2 separate regions of the Mus musculus genome follow, and region 1 is linked to region 2. A link is a contact called in public Hi-C data. All regions are on one chromosome and are shown on one strand. Each heading gives the region's core, a stretch centred on a gene start, on an enhancer-like site or on the middle of the called end of the contact. The rest is flanking DNA. Distances are from core to core; before and after follow the strand shown. Region 1 has its middle 31 kb from the start of Gm46743. Region 2 overlaps Ccdc148 (coiled-coil domain containing 148).

What was found. A called contact is a pair of places that touch in the nucleus more often than the background predicts.
Region 1: a Hi-C map of liver shows a contact between it and region 2, with 2.8 times the contacts expected there. The contact joins two enhancer-like sites. A contact is called at or near these places in 2 of 484 Hi-C or Micro-C datasets (bone marrow-derived macrophages and liver).

The regions. Positions count from the first base shown.
Region 1 is chr2:59,448,419-59,454,924 of GRCm38.p6, forward strand. No RefSeq gene overlaps it. Among named protein-coding and RNA genes, the nearest start is that of Gm46743, 31 kb to the left of the region's middle. Within about 2 kb of position 3,468, at least 7 of the 459 cell types and tissues checked have an H3K27ac peak or open chromatin away from gene starts, as enhancers often do. A contact at or near this core is called in liver, where this site is marked.
Region 2 is chr2:58,990,414-58,997,161 of GRCm38.p6, forward strand. The region is part of intron 8 of Ccdc148 (coiled-coil domain containing 148); the gene reads right to left. Among named protein-coding and RNA genes, the nearest start is that of Ccdc148, 170 kb to the right of the region's middle. Within about 2 kb of position 2,493, at least 9 of the 459 cell types and tissues checked have an H3K27ac peak or open chromatin away from gene starts, as enhancers often do. A contact at or near this core is called in liver, where this site is marked.

The sequences.
Region 1 (6,506 bases), core at 2,218-4,717, 460 kb after region 2:
AAAAAAGTAAAAATCAGTTTGGAAACAATGTCTCCCATCCTACATGTATAATGCTATTTTGTAGCTGTTTGTAAGAGGAAACCCAAACTTGAAAAGTAGTTGGTTCTTGAACATCCAGCCATATCATGGGGCCAGCAGCTCTGCCTAGAACACCTCCTTCAGGCAGGAGAGACTGGTAAGGATTGGGCCTCTTCATAAGATCCTCCAGTAAAACAAGGTGCAGACAGCCAAAATCAGGATCAGCCAAACTTCCCACAGCTGCCACAATTAAATCGTGCAACCAAAGGGAAACTTACGAAAGTCTTTACAAGATCATGTGCTCTCTGTCAAAAATGGCCTCACTAACCAGCCATCCCAACACCCCCGGGCAGAAGCAAGAGAAATGCTATGACTTCAGAGGCTAGCCTAAGCTATATAGTGAGTTCCACACCAGCCTGGGACACAGAGTAAGATCCCATCTGTATTCCTTTCCTTTCTATTGCTGTGATAAAGACTATGACCAAAAACAATTTGGGGAGGAAAGGGTTTATTTCATCTTACAGATTGTAGTTCATCCTGAAGGAGAAACCACGACAGATACTCGAGCAAGAACCTGGAGGGAGGAATGGAGCACAGACCATGGAGGAATGCTGCTTACTGGCTTGCTCTCTGTGGCTCACTCCACCTACGTGTTTTGTTCAATTCAGCTCCACCCACCCAGGCATGGCACCGCCCATAATGGGCTGAGCCCTCCCATGTCAATCACTAATCAAGAAAACACTGCCCCAACCCCATCTGCCTTCAGGCCAATCTGATGGAGGCAATTCCTCAATTGAGATTCTCTCTTAAACCAGATATAACTAGTTTTGTGTCAGGTTAACAAAAACTAACCAGTGCTCCACAAAACAAAACACAACAAAACAAAACAAGCAAGAAGAAAAAAAAAAAAGAGGGCCAGCAAAGACAGTCCAGCCAGTAAAGGCACTTGCTACCAAGGATGACAGCTTGATTTCAATCCCTAGATACTACACAGAAGGAGAGAACTGATGTCCTTCACACAAGCAAAATAATAAATAAACGAGTTGTTGTTGTTGTTGTTGTTGTTGTTGTTGTTGTTGTTGTTGTTTTTAAAGTGAGACAGTTGCCAGGTAAGTCAAGATAGATTTTCACTCACATCAATGTAAGACTGTTATCAAGGAGAACCGGGTGTTCCTGTGCATTCCTTGTCAGAGTGTAGAACGCTGCAGCCGCTGTAGAAATGGTACGGAAGAGACCCAGAGGTTCCAATCTAGATGTGGACCCCAAAGGAGAAGCAAGGAGCCAGCAGTTCCCACAGTGTTAAGAGCAGTGTCCAGTACTGCGGCAGCACACATGGGGTCTGCTGGTCTGAGTTTCAGAAACAAATGGGTGGATAAAACGTGTTGTGTGTGTGGGAGGTGTGTGTTTAAAGGGATATTATTCAGACTTGAAAAACAAAAGAAATTCTGACATACACTACAGCAATGCATGAACCTTGAAAACATTATGTAGATGAAATCAAGTTAGTACCTTAAAGACAAAAGCTTTGGGATTTCCCGTGAGGTATCTAGAGGAGTCTAGCTTATCAAGGCAGAGATGGAGGGCTGAGGGAGGAAAAACAGGGACAAATAGTACTGCAGAGATATTTTAGTAAATTAAAAAAAAAAAAAAAAAAGAGTATCTGGGCTGGAGAGATGGCTCAGCGATTAAGAGCACTGATTGCTCTTCTGAAGGTCCTGAGTTCAAATCCCAGCAACCGCATGGTGGCTCACAACCATCCCTAATGAGATCTGATGCCTTCTTCTGGTGTATCTGAAAACAGCTACAGTGTACTTACACATAATAACTAAAAAAAATCTTTTTTAAAAATAGAGTACCTGTCTATAAAAATGGACATCTGTGTTGTTCCTTCTCTCTGGTGTTTTAGAGTTCACTGAACACTTTAAAAAAACTCTTTAAGGGCTGGTGAGATGGCTCAGCGGTTAAGAGCTCTGACTGCTCTTCCAAAGGTCCTGAGTTCAAATCCCAGCAACCACATGGTGGCTCACAACCATCCGTAACGAAATCTGATGCCCTCTTCGGAGTGTCTGAAGACAGCTACAGTGTAATTACATATAATAAATAAATAAATATTTTAAAAAAAAACTCTTTAAGATTTATTTAACTCTGTGTGTGTGTGTGTTTTGTGTGTGTGTGTGTGTGTGTGTGTGTGTGTGTGTACATAGGATGCCATTGGAGATCAAAAGAGGACATCAGATGCCCGGGAGCTTAAGTATGATTGTCAACTGCTCAACACGGATGCTAGGAACCAAACTCAGGTCCTCTGAAAGAGCAAGTGCTCTTACCTATAGAGCATCTCTCTGGCCCCTAAAACAGGTATTACATTATTTACTGTGTGTGTAAATGTACACCCATACCACAGCACATGTGTGTAAGTCAGAGAACAACTTACGAGAGTCTGTTCTCTTCTTCTACCACCTGGGTCCCATGGATCAACTCGAATTGTCAGGTCTGGTAGTATGTGCCTTTATTGGCTGAACCATCTCTGTGGCCCAGACCAGGCACTTTATAAGTATGATCTGATTTCACCTTCTCGAGGATCCTGGCTGGCAGGCAGGATTGTCACAATTGTTCTTCCATAGAAAAGAGGGGACTGAGGTTCAGAAAGGGCATGTGTGGCCCAAAGTTAGCCAGACTAGTCACCATGACTCCCTCTAAGTCTACTTCTTGCTCTGCCGAACCGTATGGCCAAATCAAGTAGCCAAAGACTTTTAGTCACTACTATTTCTCAATTCCTACTGCCTATGGAACCCTGGGCCTGATTCTTAGTCACCAAAACTGGTCCTTGTCCTGCCTCCGTAGTTTAGTAAGAGAATACAGAATGCGATCATTTGATACGAAGAGCCCCATGACATCAAGGTCTCCTAGAGGTAAGGCCTGAACCTTGTAACCTGAGGTGCTGGTGGACCTATGAAGAGAATGTGAGAGGTGCCAGACACTCTGGAAAGATGCCCTTCTGAGATGCTTCGAGCCCCTCCATGCACCGGTTGATTGGGTTTTCATCTGCTGCTTTGCTTCAGTATTGCCTGACATTAGGCCTTCTCCATCACTTCCTGTGATGGACCCCATGGCATATCACCTTTTCCAAATCATATTCCAAACACAGGCATGCTAATGTCCCTGGCCTACAGCCTCAGGTGCCTGCTGTCCACTCTGTCCATCTGATCATATGGCCTTGTTCTCCATGATTATAACCCTCACCTCACAGCTTCTGCTCTGTCTCTGCTGAAGTCGTGTCTGCTGAAATATGGATGCCTGCCTGTCTCTGTAACTTACACATTAAAGAAAAAAAAATCACCAGGCAAAGACTCTGTAAAGGTCACTTCAGTCAACAAGCACTTATTAAGTGTCTGTAGATGTGAAACATTTATGACCTTTGAGCTTGAGCAATAGGTAACCATCAATCACATTAATAATTAAGCAGACATTTGCGTCTGTGGTCTAGCCCACATGTAGGCAGAGTAGGTGGCCAGTGGAAACAGCCAGAGGACTGCCTAAATTATCTTTCTATCAGAAGGTCCAATTTGGAATCAGAAGACAAATCTGGGAAAACAGACACACCCAGTTGCCATCATTATTAAAGAGGTTCTTGCTGACTGGGTATTTCTGACCCCATTAACAATGTTTCTCCATTAACTGAAGAAAGACCTTGAAGGGACAATGCAAAGGGGCAGAGAAAATAGCCATGGAAAGTCTGAAGCACAAAGCATTAGCCGATCAAAGCTGGCCTAAGAACAAAGAGCAGTCAGTGAGTGACATTGGGCAACCAAAGACTAATGAGAACACCTAACACCAAGGGAAGACATGGCTAAAAGAGAGTGGAGAGACGGGCAGCAGACAGTGAGAGTCCTCCCCTTTTGTTTCATCCCTGAGCCAGCCCCAAGTACAGCCAGGGGGACCCTGTGGAAGGGACCCCCATCTCCCAGTCTAGTCTGAGCCAGTGAGGGTGCAACAGTGCCACGACTGTAAATCTTCTCTGTGCTCACCAAAGCTATCTAAATGCCCCCAAAGTAAAGACCAAAGAGGCCACTTAGGGTTTCAACTGACTGCTCTTGTTCTCTCCTCAAGGCTGTGCACAGGGCTGGAGATGTGTCTCAGCTGGTAGAGCCCCTAGCAAGCCTGTTCAGCACTATATAAATCGGGCATCGTTGCACACCTGTAATAGCACTACTTGGGAGTTGGAGGTGGGAGTATCAGAAGCTTAAAGTTATCCTTGACTACGTAGTGAGTTTGAGGCCAACCTGGGATGATACACAAGCTCTGTTTTTGTTTTATTTTGTTTTTTGTTTTGTTTTTAAGATTTATTTATTATTACACTGTAACTGTCTTCAGACACACCAGAGGAGGGCGTCAGATCTCATTACAGATGGTTGTGAGCCACCATGTGGTTGCTGGCATTTGAACTCAGGACCTTCGGAAGAGCAGTCCTTGCTCTTAACCTTTGAGCCATCTCTCCAGCCCCTTGCTTTTGTTTTTAAAGATGTTCCCAATTGAGATCTACAGGCTTTCTGGAATGTTCTACATAGACTAGCACAGTGCTCCAGTCTTCAAATCTATCTAATTCACTGACCTTTTATTTTATTATTTTACATAAAATTAAATCTGTGGCTACCCTTCCTTTGTTGGTCTGCCATATTGTTTTGTTTTGGTTTTGGTTTTTATTTTGTTTTTATTTTTTTCCATTTTTTATTAGATTTTTTTTCATTTACATTTCAAATGCTATCCCAAAAGTCTCTAATACCCTCCCCCCGCCCTGCTCCCCTACACACCCACTACTTGGCCCTGGCGTTCCCCTGTACTGGGGCATGTAAAGTTTGCAAGACCAAGGGGCCTCTCTTCCCAATGATGGCCAACTAGGCCATCTTCTGCTACATATGCAGCTAGAGATACGAGCTCTGGGGGTACTGGTTAGTTCATATTGTTGTTCCACCTATAGGGTAGCAGACCCCTTTATCTCCTTAGGTACTTTCTCTAGCTCCTCCATTGGGGGCCCTGTGTTCCATTCAATAGATTACTGTGAGCATCCACTTCTGTATTTGCCAGGCACTGGCCTAGACTCGCAAGAAACAGCTACATCAGGGTACTTTCAGCAAAATCATGCTGGTATATGCCATAGTGTCTGCGTTTGGTGGCTGATTATGGGATGGATCCCTGGGTGGGGGCAGTTTCTGGATGGTACTCATCAGGGAAATACAAATCAAAACAATCCTGAGATTCTACCTCACACCAGTCAGAATGGCTAAGATCAAAAATTCAGGTGATAGCAGATGCTGCCGAGGATGTGGAGAAAGAGGAACACTCCTCCATTGCTGGTGGGATTGCAAGCTTGTATAACCACTCTGGAAATCAGTCTGGTGGTTCCTCAGAAAATTGGACATAATACTACCGGAAGATCCAGCAATACCTCTCCTGGGCATCTACCCAGAAGATGTTCCAACTGGTAATAAGGACACATGCTCCACTATGTTCATAGCAGCCTTATTTATAATAGCCAGAAGCTGGAAAGAACCCAGATGTCCCTCAACAGAGAAATGGATATAGAAAATGTGGTACGTTTACACAATGGAGTACTACTCAGCTATTAAAAACAATGAATTTATGAAATTCTTGGACAAATGGATGTATCTGGAGGATATCATCCTGAGTGAGGTAACCCAATCACAAAAGAACTCACTTGATATGCACTCACTGATAAGTGGATATTAACCCAGAAACTTAGAATACCCAAGATACAATTTGCAAAACACAAGAAAATCAAGAAGAAGGAAGACCAATACGTGGATACTTCATTCCTCCTTAGAACAGGGAACAAAATACCCATGGAAGGAGTTACAGAGACAAAGTTTGGAGCTGAGACGAAAGGATGGGTCTGCCATATTGTTAATGTGCCAGAAAAGAGCTGAGATTAAAGTTTAATGAAGCTAAGGGAAATAATCTGTAATGAGCATTAATAAGCACCAAGTGTGAAACTTTTAGTGAGATTGCCCCTGTGATAAGGCATCTCTGTAAATGGCAAATGGTGTGGGGTGCTCTGAAGTCCTCAAATTGTAGCCTGTTTGATACTCTGTCAAACCCAGAGACGTTTTCAGTACATTAACAAACTGTTTCCCCTGAATCAGCCCCCCTGTAGCTACTAGAAACAAGAACCATACCTATAATGGCATTTAGTTTGTATGAGTTTGTCTTTGTGATGCTGGAATTGAACCCAGGACTTTGCACACGCCAGACAAGTGCTCTCTGACTGGACGGCACTCTAAGTCCCTTAGCAGGAATGTAAAAGGCAAACGTATACATCCATCCATTCCACACCCATAAAACGGAAGCATCACTGACAGTTTACAAGTTCCTCCTTTCTGACTCTTAGTTCCCTAGCTTCTGCCACAGTTATCCTTCATTATGCTCCTAGTATAATGATTAAACATTAACTCCCTTGATAAGCCCCTCCCCTC
Region 2 (6,748 bases), core at 1,243-3,742:
TTATTTATAGGAAACAGAGAACATTCCAATAAAGAAAATCAAACATAAAAAAGGTCACAGCTAACACCAAAGAAATACAAAAATTAATAAAAGACTATGTACAAAATAACTGGAAAATCTAGGCTTAATACATAAATGTCTGGATACGTATATGTGTAAAACCTACTGCCCTAGTTTGCTTCTCTGTGGCTGTGATAAACGCCATGACCAAAGCAACCTGGAGTGGATAAAGTTTTTTTGGCTGCCACTTCCAAGCTAGAATCCATCCGTAAGGAAAGCAAGGACAGACAGCAAATCATTGTGGAGGTGGAAGCAGGAAGCAGGAAGCAGGAAGCAGGAAGGAAAACTGCTCATTGGCGCACTCCCTTTGGCTTCTGCCTCTCCCCTAGCTTTCTCAAAGCCAAGGCCCACAGCTGAGAGAGGATCCTCACAGCGGGCTGCGCCCTCCTGCATCAATTAGCAGTTAAGAAAATGATGCACAGGCATGCCAGAGACCACACTGATTGAGGCAAATTTTCAGGTGAGGGTCCCTCTTCGTGGAGACTCTTTGTGGAGACTCTGAGGTGGTCAAATAGACAGCAGAGACTCAGTACTACCCTGAACATTGACATTCTGTCCATTGCCATGCTGTAGATGAAACGGGAGGGTACTGAGTAAAATTGGTAAGGCACAGGCAGATCCACACTACTTGATATCATTTGTCTATGGAAGCTAAAGGTTTGTCTCCAGGAAGCAGAAAGAACAGTGGTCACCAGAGCCAGGGAAGGGTGTACATAAAGGCAGCCTAGAGAGGATGGTCAACTCTTGTAGGTATGAACTGGGAGGGAAACAAAGAGTTAATGTTCTAGAGCACCATGGAAAAGTGATGATAGACAAGAAATAATCAAATATTTCAAATTGCTAGGAGAGGGGATTTTATTGCTCCACGCTCAGAAGAATCAGAAAGGTAGAGAGTGATCGAAATGCCAAGTACCAGTGTGTGTGTGTGTGTGTGTGTGTGTGTGAATTAACGTTTCACACTATATAATTATATACAACTGTTACATGCCGGTTAAAAGTGAAAGGGATTTTGCTCGCTCATTTATCTCTTTGCTTTGTTTTGTCTTTTAATCAGGTGTAGGCATTAAGGATGCTAACAATAAAGCCTGCTTAGGGACTAGAGATCTGACTCAGAAGTTAAGAGCTAACTATTGCAGAGGACCTGAGTTTGGTTCTGTGCACCCACATCAGGTTAATAACAACCACTTGTAACTCCAAATCCAAGGGACTGCATGCCCTGTTCAGGCCTCCTTAGACACCTAGACTCTTGTGCACCCACACACGGATGCACAATATTAAAATCAAATCTTTTTTTTTAAGGACTGTTGAATTAAAGACATAACAAATGTTTTTACACTTTATAAGTTCTGACATGCAAATAAACAAAATTCAACGAAGTAAACTCAAAGAAAACATTGTGGCATGTTGCATAAAACTTAGACCCTGGGGCTAGAGAGATGGCTCAGCAGTTAAGATCATTTGATGCTCTTGCAGAGGACACAAGTTCAGCTTCAAGCACCCACATCAAGTAGCTCACAAATGCCGATAGCTCCAGTTCCAGGGCATCTAAGCCCTTTTCTGTCCTCCACAGGCATGTAACAACACGTACATACACACGTACATACATGCACACAGACTCATGTGTGTCCATATAAGTAAAAAATGTTTAAATCTTTTAACAGGGAGATTCATGATCTTTTGATAGGATGCATTCTGCTATAGGCAAAAAAAAAAAAAAAAAAAATTAAAACAAATATTTTATTCTTGCACCACCCCCAAAGCTAGTTTAGTAATTGCTAAATTTGTTTTCTGGTATGAGCTAACATTAAATTATAAACCCATAATTTTTATGCAACTTTTCTTTTAAAACAATGCTGCTAAAGCTATATGGCAAACAGAAAGTTGTGTGCAGTGATTACCCACCCTCCAACAGATGCAAAAGTCAGCAGTGAGTGGGGCTTTCCCCATGGACTGCACCAGGGAGGTGGCGACTGCAGTGGCCAACGTTGGCTGTCTGGGCTGGCTAACCGATGGGACTCAGCAGACCCTTGAAGACCAGAGGACTATGCTGCTTTCTCGGAACCTCTCCCTTTGATAATCACTTTTGGCACACAACCAACAGCGGTCCACATGTGGAGCTTGAGCCTGGTCGTGCTCGGGCACTGAACCTTCCCGACAGTTCTGGGAGTACATCGGACAAAATGCCCAGTGGTGGTTAAACTGTAATGTTTTAACTTGTGGCTTCGTTTGTCTGTGAACCAATGTCATCTCTGGTTTGCTATTTCCCTGCTTTCCTCTCACTGTGTTCATCGGGAGGAGACACATACACAGGCATCTGTTTGTTTAAACTTTTATGAGGCCATGTTGTCTTCTGGCACTGACTAGTCCCAGTTCATCCTTAGTAGCAATGGAGAATACCGTTTGCTTTGGCAAGGGGAAATGTGTGTGTTTCTCTTTTTACTGAAGGACAGTGAGAGAGGTGAGCTGTGTTGGTAAACATGGGAACACGAGGAAAGATCATGAACAGGACCCTGGCCATGTGCCCTTGGGACAGCAATCTCTAAGGCCTTATCATTAAGTCTAGTGATGAAACAAATGGTGAAGCATGTTATAGTTTGTGCTGGCCTTGGTACAAGACTGAGACTCCAGCATTGGCAAGTAGGGGGATCAGGAGCTCAGGATCACATGCTTTCGTGAGTTGGAGGTCAGCCAGGTATGAAGAGTCAGTCTTAAAACAAACAAAAGGGAGAGAGGGAGAAGAGGAGGGGAGAGGAGGGGAAGGGAGGAGGTGAAAGAGGGGAGGGGAGGGGAGGGGAGGAGATGAAAGAGGGGAGGGGAGGGGAGGGGAGGGGAGGGGAGGAGAGGAGAGGAGAGGAGGAGAAACCTAAAAGGAGAAGAAAATGAAAATATAACTTAGGTTGATTTTCTGCAAGGAAATATAACAATATTCTTAACAATATTCTTTGACTCAGAATCTCCATTTCTGAAATCCAACTGAAGAGATTAATCATTCATATATATATATATATATATATATATATATATATATATATATATATATATATATATATATATATCAGTGGCAAGCAAGCCATTTCAAAGTTTCTAAAAGAATATCAGAATGTAGAATACCTACTACTCAAAAGTGAGGAACCTGAACAGAATAGCAACAGGTGGAATTCAAACTAGGGAAGTGGTGGATATGCTAATAGAGTTTTCCTTTTCATAAACAAAAGTGTTACTCTAGGGTCTCTCTTGGATTTATATTAACTTCATTTCTTCTCTTTGCCTACCTCTGTTTTTAAATTTTTCTGTAATGTAATTATTTCTGAATTCAGAGACAAATACACAAACTTGAAATGTTCCCAGAGCACTAAAGTGACACCTTGAACAGTGCTAACAAAATACGATGAATCGAAATAATTAGGTTGAAAAGCATGATCCTAGAGCACTGGCTATTTTGTGAGAGCTCACTGTTAAAGCAGTCAGATTCAGATCTCAGAATATTCATTATGAGCCAACAGTACAAAATTTAATATACCTATCAACAATAAATTATAAATCACTTGTGATCTTGCTGCTGTCGTCTACATATTGACTTCATCTCTGAAGCAACTGAATGGGCCAATCACACAATTATGTCTCAGCTATATGATTAATTCATCTAAATATAAGGATATTAAAGCTGTGATCTCTCTTTTGAGTCTAAAAGATGCAATTAAATTCGCCTTCCTGTTCTTAATGACACGCAGACCTAATTCACCACAGCAGAATCCAGAGTGTTTTGCCAGTATGATGGATGAAGGGTGAGGCTCCACTGTAGTCAGATTGTTTTTATAATGTGTTTTGGTAAATTAGACCATCCTTTAAAGTTGTGCTATCCAAGATGCTAGCCACCAGGCACATGTGTGTGGCTGGAAATGTCCATGATAACATGGTCTGGGTTATGAGCATGCTTCACAAGCTATATGAAAAAGGAGCGTGTATAATGGCTCATCAGTAGTTCTCAAATATGTGTTGCATGTTGCAATTATAATATTTTGGAAATATCCATTGCAATGTATTTGAAAATTATCACCTTTTTCTTTTTAACTTTTTTGTGCAACTGGTTAAAAAAAAACTAATTACATATCTGGCTCACATATTTTCATTAAACATCTCCAATCTAGGACTCAAGATGCAACCAGCTTCCTGGCATGTATAAACAGCTTTCTTATTTAGACAGACAGAAAGGACCTCATCTATTGAATTACTAAGGGCTCCAAACTAGGGATATGGCCTTCCTTTCTCTGAACAGCACTGATTTAATGTATAAAACAGCTTCCTTTGTCCCCTTTTTCTTCCATCCCTTGAGACCGGGTCTGGCTATGTGGTCCAGGCAGGTCTCAAGTTCACGGTCTTTTCATTTCTGCCTCCCAAGAGATAAGCTTACAAATGGGTGTCTCACCTGACAAAACCCAGCCATTAAAATGAGATAAAGCAAGGATTAAGGTCATGGGTACTTGTCATATCATGCAAGAGGTACTCGTTAAATATCAATGATCTATTGAACTTTTAACTTAAATGCTAGACCTGTGATTTGCCTTAGAAAATAAGAAGCAAATGTGTGAAGTGTTTATAATTTCACTACCTGGGGTGACTGTGGTTATTGTTTATTTGAATGACTTGGTTTCCAATCTTTCTGCTGTGTTTGTACAGATGTATATGTCATGCTTTAAGAAACAGCAAGAGAATTTACATTATATATTATATAACCTACTTTGTGGCTTGCTTTGTACTTACATAACACATGTCACAGCTATTTGTATCATTAAAAAATCCCTATGAATTAGAATTAGGGTCGCAATGTGCTGAATGGACACAGCATGACAGATGTCACTGCTGCCTAATGCATCGCTGTTTAGGTAATGTCTTAGCTTGCTTTCTATTGCTGTGGTAAGCATCATGGTGATGCTTACCATGAAAGCATGAAAGTGGCTTACCGAAAGCCACTTGGTGAAGAAAAAGGTTATTTCATCTTACAATTTATAGACTGTCATAAAGGGAAGCCAAAGAACCTGGAGGCAAGGACCGATGTTGATACCATGGAGGAACTCTGCTTACCCAATAGGCTTGCTTTCCATAGTGTGGTCAGCCTGCTTTCTTATAGAACCCAGGACTAGCCTCTGAGGGGTGGCACTACCCACAATGAGACAGGTACTCCCTTATACATCATTAATAATAATAAAAAATGTCCCCACAGACATGCCCACAGGCCAATGTAATGGTGGCAATTCCTCAATTACGGTTCCTTTCCCATGATGATGTTAGCTTCTGTCGAGTTCACAAAACACTAACCAACACAGGAAATCTTGAAGATTTTGCTAGCACTGGGAAGAGAAAAATTAATATTAAGTACACTTGAAGCAAAATATTTATTTCAATTTAGAGAATTTTTCTTTCATTATTATTTCTGATGAGACAACTATTATTCCTCCAATATAAAGCGTGTGTGTGTGTGTGTGCATGCTTGCCCATGTGTATATGTGGAGACCAGAAGTTGATATTGGATAGCTAAGCACTCTTCATCATATATTTTGTGCCAAGGTTCCTTACTGCATATGAAGCTCACCAGTTATTTAAGATTAGCTGGCTTTAGGGACTAGGACTCATTCAGTCTCCACTTCCCCAGTATGAGGATTTCAGATGTCTGACCATAGTTGCTCAAGATCTGAGTTCAGGTCCCCATGCCCATCTTTTATAGTCACTTTCCTGACTGAACCATGTCCTTGGCCCCATAGGTTTCTGGTGCCATCACCACCTTTGACAAATTATCGTGTGGCTTTGAGAAAGGTCACATGCCAATTATATATAAATAGCCATTTCCCGCATACTGTTTTTAATCCTGGGTAAAATTATTGTCTGTTTGGCCATTCTTATAAGGTAGGTATTTGAGTTTTGTTTTATTCTCCATTTCTTTGATAAGTAGAGAGGGTCATACATTTCTGACTCATTTGTGTTTTGAATAACAACTGAGAAATCCCAGGCCACTGTGACATCTCGTCCCCAGCATCTGAATCACATGCTATGCATCAGCTGCCCCCACCTTAGTTCTGACAGACATGAATCTGTGCTGATCCTAAGCCTCCTCAGTGCTGATCCTAAGCCTCCTCAGTCCCCGATCATATCTCTCCTTCCCTCTCCCCATCCTCCCCCGTCTCTTTCATCCCTCCATCCCCCCTTTCTTCCCTTTCCCCTAAAATTTACCCCTTGCTAGATTATCCCCATGAGCATCAAATACATTGCTTTTATACCTACTTTAAGTAAAATGAAAACATAAGAGAGTGGAGAACTCAACAGCAAAAAGAGACCCTGCTGCTCTGCTGGGCAGAAAAAAAATTGTCAAGTTGTCCACTTTCATTCTCTTCTATCCTTCGCCACCCACTCACTCAAACCCACTCCAACTAGCCATTCACATCCTCTTTTTCCAATGAAAGTGGCTCCCAGCTATCTCCCTTTAGAGCCAAAAAGTTATTAATCATTGGCATATGCAGCATTTATTCAGTGGTTCATCACCTCCTTTACAAATAGTACAGGCTGCTTTTCCTTTGTCTGTCTTTTCTCTCTGTCTCTCTGCATCTATCTCTCATCTGCCCATCTATCATCTATTTTTCATTTATCTATCTATATTTACCTATATCTATTTATTTATCATCTATTGATCTATCAT